Linked DNA regions of Rattus norvegicus: region 1 is linked to region 2. A link is a contact called in public Hi-C data. All regions are on one chromosome and are shown on one strand. The core of a region is the stretch at or near the end of the contact, and the rest is flanking DNA. Distances in the headings are between cores, read along the strand shown. Region 1 has its middle 170 kb from the start of Ankrd55. Region 2 overlaps LOC134485837 (a long non-coding RNA gene).

Region 1 (4,631 bases), core at 613-3,112, 210 kb after region 2:
AAGTGTCCTTTATACGGCACGCACAGCTGCCTGGCATAAAGCTGACATTTCAGGAGCCACAGGACCAAGTCCTGCTCCCTGGGGAATGACGTGAACAATGTATTCTACTCTGAAACTTACGCTTGGAGCATAAGCTCCTCCACTTCCCCTATCCTTCAGGTATCTCGGATTCTGAGCGATTCTGAGCGTAGCCCCAGCTGCTGCCAAACATGTGGGTCCTTCCGCTACTGGGCAAGAATGCGGTGCCTTGTTAGACCGAAACTCACACCCAGTGAAAACGACCCCAGATTAGATTTAACTCACGTGAAATTGATATTTGTATACGTCAAACGGCCACATATCAGCAATTTCATAGGAACTGTTCTGTTCTGCCTAAAACCTTGCAAATTGTAACTTTTCTTCCTCCTGGGGATATGGAGCCTTAGTCTGGGAGCTTCATGAGAGCAATGTTTTTAGGGTTCTTATAAAACATGTTATAGGTAGTATATACCTATATATTGGTTACCTATAGTATATATAGTATAGCTTATATATAAACTATACATAGCTATTATAGACAGTGTAATTATAGTTTATAAACAGTTCCATCATCACAGGCAGTCTCCAGTTGTTGGTTCTGAAGCAGCCCTTGGGACAGGCAGAATTTGATTAGCCGTTTGCAAGGTGAGTCAGGGAAATGTTAAGGGTTCTGGGGAGAGAGCTGCTTACGCACAGCAGCCAATGAGACATCTAATGCAGTCAGTCCCCAGTGTGAGCAAGACAGACAGCCAGGCTAGTGCAGCTGGGGTCCACCCGAGGAGGCAAACTGTGCAGATTATAGGATTTTGCCACCACCACGTCTGATTTTTGTGGCATCAGAGACTGAACCAGGGCTGCTTGCGCTCTAGGCAAGGACTTTGCTAAGTTGAGTCTCCAGTCCACAATTGTGTTTTATTTTTGATAAGTTATTTCTCTGCTGGTGAACTGAGTCAGTGCAAGCCAGATTAGATTATATTAAATGCAGGTTTATTGGGAAGCTGCTCTTGTTGAGTCCACTGACCCCAGGGAAGGAGGCCAGGGAGGTTACCATGGGAAGGGAGTGGGGGGTGTGTGGGAGGGTAGTGTACATGTAGAGTTAGGAGAGAGGGGGGAGAGTCTGGATTACATAGGGAAGAGGCTCTGAAGGACAGACAGTTTAGCCCCTGGGCTGGAAAGTTCAGGGTTGGGGGCAGGGTATGCCAGGTAGGAACTAAGGGATGCTGGGAGAACCTGGAGGCTTTGATGTAAAGCATACGCCTCAGTCCCTTGACCCAAGGTTGAAACCAAACAGTTTTGCCTTTTTGCTTTGTTTTATGGGTGAGCATGAAAAACTGAAAACCTCAAAGCTTCATACTAAAGGAAAAGGCATGCTGCACTTCACTCCTCTCTGTGGGAAAAGTCTCTCTACCCTCATACAATCATAGTTCACAGACCAGTGTGAGACATCGTCAGTGACCGGCTCACAGGAATGGAGTTTCTCTGTATAACTTTTGCAAGGCCAGACACAGCTTCCTGCGGTAACTTTGGTCAAGTGAACCTTTGTTAACATTTGACAGGATCAAAAAATGCCATCGATGTAGCAACAAACGTCTAGCCCACACAGGAAAAATTTCAAAATGCATAGCCGTGTGTGTGTGTGTGTGTGTGTGTGTGTGTGTGTGTGTGTGTGAGTGTGTGTGTGTGTGTGTGGTAGTGTGGTATGTGTTTGCAGGGAGTGACCCAACAAACGAACAACCATGTGGATTGGAGTCGATTAACTGGAGCCACAAAACAGGAGACACCAAACACAGCCTCTGCGTCCTCTGCAGCCAGTGCCTGGGACTTGTTCCAAAGGTTCCAATGTGGCGATTCCAGTTTGGGCACTCTGTCCCAGCGGACCTTAAGCAGGTCAGTTCACTCCAGTCAGCAGAGACTAATAAAGGCCTCTCTCCTCGAGGGCAAAAAGAAATCAACTTTGTCCAACATTATGAGACGAAGGCTCCTATTTCAGTTTGCAGGGAGGGAGGCGCTGTGAAACAGCCGGAGCCACACCCGTTTAGCCAAGATAGTAAAGGTCAGCAGGTCACAGCTCGGGATGGTGATCTAATTAACGCCCTCAGCAGCCCTCGTCTTTAACCGAAGTCACAATTCTTTCTCTGTATATAAAATGGAAAATCTCCAGGCTGGATATGAAAGTCTGGCACGGAGTCCTCAGAGCGTGCGTCCATGTGCCGACATGCACCTGTGGGTTGTGTTACACGCCGGAGCCGCTCACCTGGAGGAAGGCTTCTCAATTTTGACCTGCAATCGAAACACACTCAGGGCAGTGGGTCCCATTGTATTTAGCCACAAAATAAATCCTGATAACGCACAATAGTCCTCGAAACCATGAGTCGTGTAATTTTCCTTCCAAGAGATGCGAGTCTCCTTCTGTAGGAAACCAGTGCATTCTGGGAAATGTCATTTGTGCTTTTCTTGTTCTGTGGTTCCACAGATTTGCTTTGTAATTGGGTCTGGGCCAGAAACTTTCAGAGGGCTCTTTGACTCACACTCTTGGTCTCCTCCGTTGAGTGTTAGCTGTTCGGTTCCAGGATAACCTGCCATCTGTGACGGTTCTTTACAGGAAAAACTTCTGGGCTTGCTTTCTGTATGTGAAAACTGCCTTTCACCTGTGTGTGGAGAAAGCCTTGCCAAAGCCATTCTCTGGAGAGAAGCAACTTAAATCGCATGGAGTCTGTTCCAAGGGGCATATTCCATGCCCTGCCAGTGGAATGATTTATTGTCTGCCCAGGGATGAAACTGAATCCAAGGACAATCTGGCTTTATTTGAGTCATTCACCAAGGGAGGCATTTGTTATTCTTGTTCTAGTTCTGCGCCATTGAACAAATTGCCTTGGTGGTCATATGCCCATGGCTCTAGATCTTTTGTGGGTTCCCAGAGGGACGTGGCCAAGCAAAAGGGAGTTTTTTTAACTAAAAAATATATTAATTAAATTAAAAATCAATAATAGAATTTTGTAAAAATTAGCTATTCCCAAAGTAAGATTTCATTTGCATTCTTTCAAATGAAGGGTAACTGACTCCTGCTAGCATCTAAGTTACTAAGACTCAGTGAAAACTGCATGCCATGGCATACCCTTACAATCCCAGGACTCAGGAAGATGGTAAGTTTGAGGCTAGCCTGGGCCGCTCTGTCTTTTAAAATAATAATAATAATGATAATAATAATAATAATAATTAATCAGGGTAAGGTGGTTAATTTGTGATCAATGGAACTCTGTGATGATTACCTTTGTGAGAATGTTAACTGAACAGCAAAATCAACTAATTTAAAATTTCATTAATTAAAATGTAATTCCGTCCCTTTTCTTTTCTCCTTCCAACTCTTCATATATATGGCTCCACTGTCAAATGCATGGCCTCTATTTCTTCAACTGTTGTTACAAATACACACATGCACTCACTGTATTCAACAAACATGTTTTAAGAACATGGAAAAGGTGATTTGATATTGTCTGTGTCCGTGTGTCCGTGTGTCCGTGTGCCTGTGTGTGCCTGTGTGTGTGCGTGTGTGTGTGTGTGTGTGTGTGTGTGTGTGTGTGTGTTTGGGGGGCGGTTGTCCTAGGTCACCTTCTGGTATCATTGTTCAGGTGCCATCTACTTCTGTTTTTCAGACAGCTTCCCTCATTAGCCTGGAACTTACCAGAAGATTTGGCAGGCTGGTCAGCAAACCCCAGGGCTCCCCTGTCCCTGCTTCCCCAATGCCAGAATTACAAATGTGTGCCACCATGCTGGTCCCTCTCCCCCTCCCTCTCCCCCTCCCCCTCCCTCCCCCTTCCCTCATTACTGGGCTCTAACTCAAGGCTTCAAGCATGCTACACCAACTCTACCCTGAGCTATATCACCAACCATTTTATTTTGAGACACTGTCTCACTAAGTTGCCCGGCTTCGTCTTGAACCCACTCTGTAGTCCAGGAAGGTCTTGACCTTACGATGCTCTTGCTTCTGCCTCCCACGTGAGTGATGGGTACGGGAGCCCTGTGTCAACAGACCCAACTCCATCTTTCTATTTCTCAGTTCACTGCAGGACTGGCCTGGTTTGTCACAAATGTATTCACCAGCGCTTAAATTTCTCCTAACCTCTTATTTCTTTTGTGATGTTTGATTTAGAAATAAGATATGTACGGTCTCTCTCCTAAGGAGCCTGAAATTAAATAGAATGAGGAAAAGGGGGAAAATGGGAGATATATAAAGACTCACTTTAATTTTGTTAATCGAGCACTAAGTAACAAGTGTGCAAGTCAAACCAGAGAAACAGAAAAAGATGCGTTAGTCCCAAGTCATCCTGGGGTGTGTCCTGAGCAGGTTCTTATCAGGCTGACTCACGATACCTTCCCCCAACCCTTCCTTTTATACCCAAAGCTTAAATCTTCATACCCTAAGAAGTGGTCCATGCGCTCAGTCCCCCGTCCCATGCTGTGCTCCTCCCATGACACTGCATGTTACCATAAGAGCACCAGGTACATTGTGGATGGGGGAGGGGGTTTAAAGAGGACACCAGAACTTGAAGAAATAGTGTACATTTGATTAACAGGATCTGGGAATGTACAGGTGAGTCCAAATAAGCAAATCG
Region 2 (4,863 bases), core at 1,036-3,535:
GATTTATAACAATGCCCAATAGCTAACTAATAGAGGCATGTAGCTGCACCATTTCCCTCTCCAAACTCTGTCTGCTGTGAAGCACACGGTTTGTCTCTGGAGGAGTGTAGGATTGATGGTCCTGCATTTGCTCTGCTGCAAGGCATGGCGACTGCTCGGGGAGGCAGAATGTGGGGAGTTTGGCAGCACTTGTCCCACACTGTGCCGGGCAGGTGCTGGGCCACAGGGAAGCATCGAGCCACTGCTTGGGGTGGGAGAGCACAGACTAAGGCATGGGACAGTCAGAGCTGGCTCTGGGGTCCCCAGGCCTGCGAAGTTCCCAGGCTCTTGAACACTCAGGTGCCATTCGAGGAAGAGCTAAGAACTAAGAATGGAATCTGGGCCTGAGGGCAGATCTAGCCTCAGATCTGCAGGCTTGGGCTTGGTGGCTGTCATGGCTGGGAGAGTGCAGAGAGGCCTTCTAGGAGAGATTAGACAGCGGCTCTGTAGACAAAGACCTTCTCCATGGCTTCCCACGGCGGATTCCGATAAAAAGAGACAGTCTATAGTTCCAAATCATTTATTTCCTTGGTGGAAAGTGGATGTTTAAAACCACACCCCACTTCTCAGGGTGGGCCTGTGATTAAATACCTTGGGATGTCTGGGAAGGAAAGCTTATTGGCTAAACCCTGCAGGCCTCTAAGTACCTCATTAGAATGGCGATCTCTGTCTTGAGCCTATGTGACCACAGACCACATCCTTTTCCTGTTGTCTTTGTCTGAGATATTAGGGATGCCTAATCTATATGTGGGGGGCTTAAGATGTTGGTTGTCCTTATGTAACTGATTGCCACAGATCTTTGGGGGGCTGTGACTAGTGACAGGGGCTTGGTACCTGGAAGCAGTTGAAGTTCCTACAGTCTCTTCAGGGTTTCTGGGATTGAGGACCAGGCTACCTCTCACGGTCCACCATCCCACAGAGAACCCCTTTCCTTCATTGTACCACCCACGAGAATAAACACATGAATACTAATGACTCCACATCTGGAGTTCCGCGCTGTTATGCTTCAATAATTATCTTTTACCAATAAATGTGTATGTGTGTACATGTGTGTGTACATAGGTGTATATATACACTAGTGTGTGTGCACATGGCCAGTGTGTGTTTGGTTTGTACTCATGTGTGTGTGTGTGTGTGTGTGTGTGTGTGTGCGTGTGCATGTGGACAGAGTTGATGTCTGGGGTCTTCCTCAGTCACTTTCCCCCCCTCTTCCTTACTTCTTGAGACAAAGTCTCTCTCTGAACCTGGAACTCACCAGGCTATTTAGCCCAGTGAACTGCTGAGATCGGCTTGTCTCCACCTCCCCAGTGCTGGGATTGGAGGCATGTGCTGTCACTCAGACTGGATGTAGCCACTGGGGGTGAAGGGCAGGCCCACATTTATGGCAAGCACACTGTTAACTGAGCCACCTTCGATGTCCTCAGCCCTACAGGTAGACGCACTTTTATCTCTCTCGACTGTACTGTCTCTCATGGATTCCATCTGCAACAAGGTCTTAAGGAAAGACAGAGGCAGGGGATTAGCTTGCATCTTTCGAATGAAAACACACACGAAAAAAAAATCTTTGTATGCCATGGAAGCCAAAAGTCAGGGATGGTTCGTGCTCACCTGCGTCTACACTGGAAACTGCTTTGGTCTGGTTCTTGTGGGTGACAAGGAATTATCTTTACAGAGCACAGGAGAAATGGTACAACCCTGCCTGTTGTTCTTCTGGGTAAGTGGGCACGCGGGCCCTTTCTGGTTCCATTTTATTTCAGCAGGAGAAGCAGAAAATAAAGATGAATATTTGGCCATGGATGTCTAGCTGTGACCTCAGCGTTTGAGAAAGATTAATCCCTCCTCTCTCTTGACTCAGCTATCGAGAAGGGCCGCACGCGGTGTGTCTGAGCTGGGAGAAGACAGGAAACCGAATGCTCTTAGGATGAAGAGTGGCTACTTCAGGAGATGGAGGAAAAAGCCCGGAATGAAGGAGGACTGTTTTCCCCCTCTCATCTAGCGGGCCCCTGGAGACCCCTTTCAGAATCCGGCAGCCCTCCCATTCGTGTCTTTGCAAGGATGTGCAGGGCCCCGAGGAGTTCCTGAGGAATCCTGCAGCTGTTGGGGCCTCGGAGGAGATGGGCAATGTGTCTCCCAGTCCTTGTTAATCCCACAAACGGCCCATTGAGGGGAGTGGGAGAAGGGAGAGGCAACCAGGATTGCCCCTGAGGTCCCTCAATGGGGGTACTGTTCAGGCTTGGGTGGAGGCCAGCCCTGACCCCATGCTGGTTGTTAGGGCTTCATTCTTCCCTAGGAGGTGGCTGGAAAGGCAGTGAGCAGCTGAGGCTCAAGGGAAGGGACTGCTCTTGTTCCTCACAGGCGCTGCTGACAAACGAGGGGAAGCACTTCCTCTTTAATTGTCTCTATTGTTCATTACATTTACATCCCGGCATCAGCCCCCTTCCTTCTCATTCTTCTCTGCCACTCAAGATCTCTAAGTCATGGGTTTTCCCTTTCTCTCTCCAATCCTTCACCAGACAAGAAACAAATATCATTTTCTCTTCCCTTCTGTACCAATTCCCTTAGGCAGCTGGCTTATGGAGCAAGTGGGAATGGCTGCAGGTTTGCTGTTGGGCTACCATAGTGCCTGCTACGTACACATCTGTCAGTCATTCTGACTGCCCAGCACCCACCCACCTTCCTCTTTCTTTTTTTTTTTCTTTTTCTTTTTTTTCAGAGCTGGGGACCGAACCCAGGGCCTTACGCTTGCTAGGCAAGCGCTTTACCACTGAGCTAAATCCCCAACCCCTCACCTTCCTCTTTCTGCTCTATTACCTTGATTTTCTTTCATTCTAACACAGCTAGCCAGTGGGCTTTGGTGGCATAGACCGGCCTCTGGGTTTGGGAGTAGACACAGCATGTGTTAATAGAAGGTGGACGATTTCTTCTTTGGGATTTGTGTAGTGGATAGGTGGGACCACACTGGGCTGAGTCGTTAAAATCTGGAAAGAGTGTGCTGGCTGTATTGAGAGGGAGACTATGTCTACTGTGGCTGCCAAGTGGGTACAGTCTCGCCGGGGAGCGGTGTTATCACCTTTGCTACCACTGGAGACAAGCCATGGTGAGAACAGAGGCTTGGCAACTGCCCCTTCTCATTTTAGAAAAGGGAGCATCAGCTGAGGAAATACCAGATTGGCTTGTGGACAAGCCTGTGACGCATTATCTTAACCAGCGATTGATGTGGGAAGGAACTGATGTTTGCTATGGGAGGTGCCATGCCTGGGCTGGTGGTCCTGGGTACTATAAGAAGGCAGTCTGAGCAAGCCATGGAGAGCAAGCCAGTAAGCAGCACCCCTCCATGGCCTCTGCACCAGCTCCTGCCATGACTTCCTTCACTGATACACTGTTTCCCAAACTCTTGGCCTTTCTCAGGCGCGAGTGACTTAGCAGATTACAAGCCTACACTACCACACTCAGCTAAAACTGGATTACTATTGACCATACTGGAAACTAGTCTCTCTGAGTGAAGGTTGAGACAGTAATTATATTGTTTCCTGCTTCCAACTCCCCATTCAGGCTCCCCTTGTTAGATAATTTGCAGTACCAGAGAGAAGATTCACTGATAACCATCCAAAATCTCAGTCTTGATGAAAAGAAGGTTCATCTATTTGGTGCCTCTCTACTAGGCCCCTTCTGTGTCTCCCAGGGTCTGTGATCAGAGGCCCAGCCTCACCCATCCATTCAGCAGTCACTTATGTACCGACTGCATGGCATGAAATGGTCCTGTGCAGCTTCCCAGCAAGCCTTGGAGAAGTCTGACAGGCAACATAATAAAAACAACCTCTTCTGCTATTGGAACACCCACTGAGGAAGGGATTAGTCAGTGGGTTGGAGAAAGGCCGTGCAAAGGACAGGAGCCTTGACTGTGCATTCAAGGAGGCTCTCAGGGGAAAAAGCTCAGCCCTACGTCTTAATACACGTCCCATGCTCTCTAGTGCACAGGAGTCTGTGGCCCTAGCTACCCACTCCTTTCTCTGTTTTTAAAACTTTCAAGAGAATGTGTAAAGTCCTCTTGCTGGTAACCATGGCTGCACAAGTGCTGGAGACAACCAGTGGAGAGAAACAGCTTCGCATAGCCAGTCCGCAGCCCAGGTAAGGGTACCAATCCCAGTAGCTTCTCTATTTCTGTTTACCGCTTCAACGGTGTGTAAGCACTCCACCCATATACTAAGTCTTTTGCATACAACGTACATAAAAGTATACAAAATACTTTTGATTTCAATGCTCAGAGTAGGTTCTGTTACCTATACTACAGTGGCTACAATGTTTATTCATTCATTCTGAGGTATGGTCTCCCTGTATAGCCCAGGCTATATTGAAACACACAATAGAATTTATTGCCTCAGCTTCCCCTGTGCTGGGATCATAGGTGCAGACTGTCACACCTAGCTGTAATTACTGTTTTTAAATTTTCTGATAATTTGCTGTCTTAAAATATTTGCTTTTCGGGGAGAAACTGCCTTCCCCAAGACTAGTGAATTCTTAGAAGTAGCTCATCTGCCATATGTAAACTAACAGACTCAGCACAATGATACCCTTGCCCCAACCCAACCCCTTTAACACATGACACCAGTGTTCATCCAACCATGAACGATGTGGTCCTGTGTCATATGTGTCCTCGTCACGTGACACGTCTTCACAGGGGATGTATTAAAATTGTTCTTTCTGTGTTGCTGGCTTCCCAGTGTCATTACTCAAACAACTGTGCAAGTTAAAATCTCCTGTTGCAAGAGTGGAGGAGGAGGATTGGGGTAAGTGTTAAGGCCTTCTCAGTCTTGTCCCTTATCT

The links. A called contact is a pair of places that touch in the nucleus more often than the background predicts.
Region 1: a contact with region 2 is called in a Hi-C map of Schwann cells, with 4 times the contacts expected there. The contact joins two enhancer-like sites. A contact is called at or near these places in 1 of 12 Hi-C or Micro-C datasets (Schwann cells) and 1 of 1 datasets of contacts at active chromatin or transcription factors (oligodendrocytes).

The regions. Positions count from the first base shown.
Region 1 is chr2:45,479,934-45,484,564 of GRCr8, forward strand. No RefSeq gene overlaps it. Among named protein-coding and RNA genes, the nearest start is that of Ankrd55, 170 kb to the right of the region's middle. Within about 2 kb of position 1,863, at least 7 of the 93 cell types and tissues checked have an H3K27ac peak or open chromatin away from gene starts, as enhancers often do. A contact at or near this core is called in Schwann cells, where this site is marked.
Region 2 is chr2:45,273,391-45,278,253 of GRCr8, forward strand. LOC134485837 (a long non-coding RNA gene) reads left to right here. Exons shown (of 2, transcript XR_010064080.1): 2 at 1-4,863. Among named protein-coding and RNA genes, the nearest start is that of Map3k1, 130 kb to the left of the region's middle. Within about 2 kb of position 2,286, at least 19 of the 93 cell types and tissues checked have an H3K27ac peak or open chromatin away from gene starts, as enhancers often do. A contact at or near this core is called in Schwann cells, where this site is marked.